Regions from separate parts of the Mus musculus genome. Here region 1 is linked to region 2. The links are chromatin contacts, called in public HiCAR-type maps. All regions are on one chromosome and are shown on one strand. The core of a region is the stretch at or near the end of the contact, and the rest is flanking DNA. Distances in the headings are between cores, read along the strand shown.

The links. HiCAR-type assays count read pairs that join an accessible place to other places.
Region 1: a HiCAR-type map of astrocytes shows a contact between it and region 2, with 2.9 times the contacts expected there. The contact joins the enhancer-like site here to the promoter of Selenow in region 2. A contact is called at or near these places in 3 of 39 promoter capture datasets (cranial neural crest, hippocampal neurons and liver) and 2 of 115 datasets of contacts at active chromatin or transcription factors (astrocytes and bone marrow-derived macrophages).

Annotation. Positions count from the first base shown.
Region 1 is chr7:16,879,092-16,881,791 of GRCm38.p6, forward strand. All of the region lies in intron 1 of Dact3 (dishevelled-binding antagonist of beta-catenin 3), which reads left to right. Among named protein-coding and RNA genes, the nearest start is that of Dact3, 5.1 kb to the left of the region's middle. Within about 2 kb of position 1,285, at least 108 of the 459 cell types and tissues checked have an H3K27ac peak or open chromatin away from gene starts, as enhancers often do. A contact at or near this core is called in astrocytes and bone marrow-derived macrophages, where this site is marked.
Region 2 is chr7:15,920,950-15,923,649 of GRCm38.p6, forward strand. It overlaps Selenow (selenoprotein W), which reads right to left and starts at 1,422. Exons shown (of 6, transcript NM_009156.2): 1 at 1,303-1,422. The coding sequence starts at 1,331.

The DNA of each region.
Region 1 (2,700 bases), core at 35-2,534, 960 kb after region 2:
ATGGTTAGATAATGCAAATTTGGGGGTTCAAATCTAGGTATGTCCAGAAGCTCACAAGCTGGGACTTGCCAACTTTGGGTTTTGAAGAGCCCCCATGTTTGGCCGGACTTAGGACCATTGCCAACTCCTGTCGGCAGTGCAGCATATAGAATGGTGGCCCCCCCATTAGATCATCACCACTGGGTCTGCACTCAGGAGTGCTCTCATCTGAGCACTCGGGCCCTCTGGAGATGAAGGCAGGAAGATTGAAAGTGAGTCATCCTTGGCTACATAGAGAGTGCAAGGTCAGCCTTGGCTACCTGAAACTGTCTCCAAACCCAAAAAAGATGATGGCGTTGTAGTTGTCTTCGCTTAAGTGAAGTCTGCTCTGCTCCCATCATGATGAAGTTACAGGATGGCACATTTTAAAGAATGTGTCCCTGTGACTGTGATTCTGGCTTCCTCCCTCCCCTGCATGTCCTTTCTCTGCTCAGTACTGTATCACAGAAAAATCTGCCTTCATCCCTCTTAACAACTGTGTAGTATTCCACCACGAACATTCTAGTATTCATTCATCAGACGTTTCCTAAGTTCTAAGCCCAAGGGAGAAGAGTGCCACTGTGAACATAAAACCTCTGTCCTAGTGAGAAATCACTTCTTATTGGGAGACATGATAAACCAGTGACACTTTTTGTGCATGTGCGTGAGGAAGCATGAGAAAAGGGAGAACGACAGGGTGCAGAATGGCAAAGGGACTATTTTTAAAAGGCAGAGGATGGGAGATCACATCAGAAAAGCCCAAGCAGTGTGTGTGTGTGTGTGTGTGTGTGTGTGTGTGTGTGTGTGTGTGTGTGTAGGGGGCGAGGGTCATGTTGCACACCGAATGCAGTGGTAACCAGAGGGCCATGGTAACCAGAGGGCCAAGCAGCAGACCAGTCTGGTCCACTTGGAACATGACACAGGCAGTTGATGGCAGCCTGTGGGGTTTTTGTATATTTTTTTCCTCAGATGCCTCCTGATAGTATATGCACAAACTTTTCTTTTTTCTTTTTCTTTTTAAGTTAAGGTTGATTGATTAGGCCACGGGCATCCAAGTGCACCCAGAGTGGGGGACATTTGTTGACCTTCATTGCACAGACAGGGCCACATGGGGGTTTCTTTCTGTTCTGGGAGGGGAAGAGGCCAGGCCTGGAGGAGACAAGGGCTGGGGGGTGGGGGAGGACTGTGGCTGCTGCCTAGAGCCAGGCCAGTCTTTCTGCCCTAAATAGGCAGGGCTGGGTGCTGGCCCCGCCCTCCCGCCAGCTTCCAGACAAGCCGCTTTTGTCTGAGGGTCAACTGTCTGCCCCTGGCAGCCGCTACCTCTGGTCTCACTGAGTCCCCTGTGAGACATTCCCTGGCCCTGCCTCTGTGGCTTCCAAAATAAGATAAAATCCTAGATTTTTTTTTTAAATTGTAGAGACAGGGTCTTGTGGACCGGGCTGCCCTCAGACTCAGTAGGTAGACAAGAATGGCTTTGAACTCCTTATCCTCTGCCTCTACCTCCCTGGTCAGTGCTAGGACTACAGGTCTTTTATACAATACTGGGGACTAAACCCAGAGTTTCCTGCTAGGCAGTCACTCTTCCAACTTAGCTCCATCCCCCATCCCAGTCCCGAGTGCCTTGGTCTGTGCTCACTGCTGAGGCCACCAGGAAGGCTAGATTTACAGAGGGACTTACAGGAGGCACGAAGGGTGTGGCTCCTCCTGAAGGGAAGAATTGTGAGGCGTTTGAATTGCACTGCTTGTTTGTTATATGAGGTTGCCAGTCTGCTGCAGCAGCAGGGAGCACTAAGGGGGAACTTCCGTAAGAACTTCCCATTGGTGATAAAGGGAAGTGTAGTACCTCCCGAAAAGAGGGTCAAAACTGATGAGGCAGCCTCAAGACCACCCTTGGATCTGCCTGCTCCCGCACCCTCGCACCCCGACCTTTACCACTGAATTCTCCCACAGCAAGAAGACCTGAACTTAAAGCCCTCATGTACTGTGTCATGTGCCAGCAACATCCTACTAGAAGGTGCAGGCAAGAAGGTTATGGGTTCAAGGTCATACTCCCCATACAGGGCAAGTTTGAGGCCAGCCTGGGCTTTGTGCGAGTGAGACTCTGGCTCAAAAAGGGGCTGGGGTACATCTAGGGACTTTGTCTCAATAAGGTGCCTGCCAGTTGAGCATGAAAGAGCTGACTTTGAGTCTCCGGGACCCACCTAAGAAGCCAGGCAAGAGGCTGGGGTGAGCCTGGGAGAGTCAGGAGGGTTGTGGAGCTCATCAGAACAAGGCTAGCCTAAGAAAGTGAGACTCTGCCTCAAAAAACTAGGCGAATGAAGCTAGAGAGATGGTTCCGTGGTTAAGAGCTCTTGCTGCACAATCATGAGTTCGAATCCCATCACCACATGGGAAGCAGAATGTCTTATATGTGTCTCTAACTGCAGCTCTCAAGAGGGTGGAGACAGGAAAGTCACTGAGCACCTGAGGCGCAGGTTCAGGGGGAGATTCTGCCTCACAGGAATAGACAGAGAGTGATAGAGTGCACTTGACACCCTCCTCTGACCTCTGACCTCTGACCTCTGCACTCAAGTACAGGTGTACACACATGCACACACACACACACACACACACACACAGAGTCACCTACAGACATAGGTAAATATTTTTTAAAAAAATAAGGGAGCTAAAAAAAAATAAGGG
Region 2 (2,700 bases), core at 172-2,671:
GTGGCCTCATGGGAGCCTCAATTTATCAAAGCAGGCTGTTGAAAGACATCCTGATAACTAGGGCCTGATCAGACCCCTCAAGGGGGTTGGGAGGGAGGAGGCCACACCCAGCTAGGTGGACCACGGACCCCAGATTCAAGTTACAGGGTTATCGGTAGTAGGACCTCAGGCTGGCCCTGCCTCATTTCCAGCCTCAGTTTCCTCCCCTGTAAGATGGAGACAGAATGGCTGGAGAGCCCCTCAATGGACTTCAGGGGTGCAGAATCCATTCAGCAAGCACTTTTCAATCACTTACTGCAAGCCAGCTGATTATCAGATGCAGATGGAGGAAAAAGTCATCAAGAGAAAATGGCTGGTCTTTCTACGCCTGCCTCTAGCAGGGGCACAATTAATAGCGCTGGCAGGTAACTAACCAACATCATCACCTCCTTCACACTACAGAAGGGGAAACTGAGGCCAGAAAAGAACTGGGGTTAACAGCACCGGCACTCACTGATCAGAAACCAGTAAGAGTTTTTTGTTTTGTTATTTGTATTGCTGGGAACCGAACCCAGGATCTGGTGCATCTCATGCAAACACTCTACCACTGAGCTACACCCTCACCCTACAATCTATCCTATATTACTTTTTCTTTTCGGGGCACAGGGTCTTACTACATCACCCCGGTTGCCTCTAACAAGCAGCTTAGCTGGCCTGGAACTATCTACCTGCCTCTACTTCCGAATGCTGGGATTAAAAGTGTGCATCAACACCACCACTCCGTGACTCAGTTCGCCCTTTTCATGTACACACTGGGAGGTGCGACCACTGTTAACTCACACTACAATCCAGGTACGGGACATCCCCAGACCTCCCAACAGCGCTTATGAGTAAACCCCCAACTACACCACACCTTGTATTCTCTAACTCATGCCGCTCAGTGAGGGGGAAGGGAAACAGCCTGTCGGGAAGGAAAGGTCCCCAGAGAAACCCGATGCTACCCTTCCCCTCCCCTCAGCGCTGAGTCACGTGTTCAAAGTGGCCCCAAGTATCAGTTTCCATTTTCACTGGTGAGATGTCACTCAGATGTCAGATGCCAGGGATCGGGCTCAAGTCTCTGTTACCTCCATCCCACCCGCTTGGAAATCCCTCCCTTTGGGTCTGAAATACAGTCATCGTACTCGGTTACCAGACCCTGGTAGATAGGGGGAGGGGCAAAGAAAAGGGTGGGAGAGGGTCTCCTGGCACAAAGGTTGGGGAGCAGAGAAAGGGCACAACGAGCCGGGAGCAGGAAAAGGGGGAACTGCAGTCACCCGGACTTACCAATACACGACTCGAACGGCGAGCGCCATAGCTGCACGTCGCATCCCCGCACAACACGAGGACCCGACCCACAAGCAACAAGGACCTCAAGCTCTGAGCGTGGGGCCGTGCGCACAGCCGACTGCCTCACGAGTCAGAGCAAACCAAGTGCGGGGGTGGAGAGTGGGCAGAGCTACGGGAGGACCGAGGTTCCGGAGCACGGCGGGGTCTGTGGCCAGGGGCGCGAACCTCAACGCAAGACTCCATGATATCTTGATATCTGGGGTTCTCTTGATATCTGGGGTTGTCTCCATAGACAGCGTCTCTGGGACCAGTAACCTGAGAGCCCCTCGCCGTCCCTTCTCTATGCCATAATGGTTCAGTCCTCAGGGCGGTGGCTCGAGGCAGAGAATTGGTTGAGACTGAAGTTCAGTTACAGAGTGGCTGAGAGGGGCAGGGCAGGGAAATCGACGCATTGGGAGACAGGCAATTGGGATGGATCCCTCCTCCCCAGCGCTAACTGGACCAGACTAAATGAACCTTAGGTCTGGAAAACTGAAACTAGGAGTCCCAGTGTGCGCTTTAGGTCCAGCTGTCTCACCACCGACAGACCCCCTGCGCACCCCCAAAACCATGCAACCCCTCTTTTTGCGCCTTCCCGCTCCCTTCCAGCTGCCTTCCAGCAGAAGGATATATAGAAAGTCCTGGAATGGGGCTTGGACTGTAGCGCAGTTGGTAGAGAACTTGCCTACCATGTATAAAGCCCTAGTTTGGGTCCCTAGCACACTGTTATCTGGGGGCTGTGGTACAAGCCTGTAATCCCAGCATTTGGGAAGAAGAAACTGAAGGACTGAGTTCAAGGTTATCCTTGCTACACAGGGAGTTTGACGCTAGTCTGGGCTACATGAGCAGTTGTCTCGAAACAAAAAATCCAGGCGTTGCCTTTAATGCCAGCAGTCAAGAAATCTCTGTGGGTTCGAAGCCAGTCTAGCCTACGTAGAGCGTTCCAGGACAGACATGAGAGACCGTCTCAAGGGGGAGAAAAAGGTAAAAGTGGACAAAATATTTGAGTTTAGGATTCCTGAGCCTCACTTTCTCCTCCTTGAAAGCTGGACAGATAACAGGAGATAGTCATTCCCACAGAATTTTTTTGCTCTCTAGTTTCTTATCCTCCACACCCTATGAACAAACGGCAATGGCATGCCCACCCCCTCCCTCCCCTCTCTCTACTTTCCCACCACCACCACCACCACCACCAAGGATGGCTCACCAGCAGAGATGTTTATCTGTCACCTGACTTCTTTAATTGACTTCAACCGGCTATCCCCGCCAATGGTTAACTAGGGACCAAATAAGGAAATTTTCCCACCTAGCCCTCTGGTTCCCCATCAGTACCCTACCCTGCACACAGATGATGGG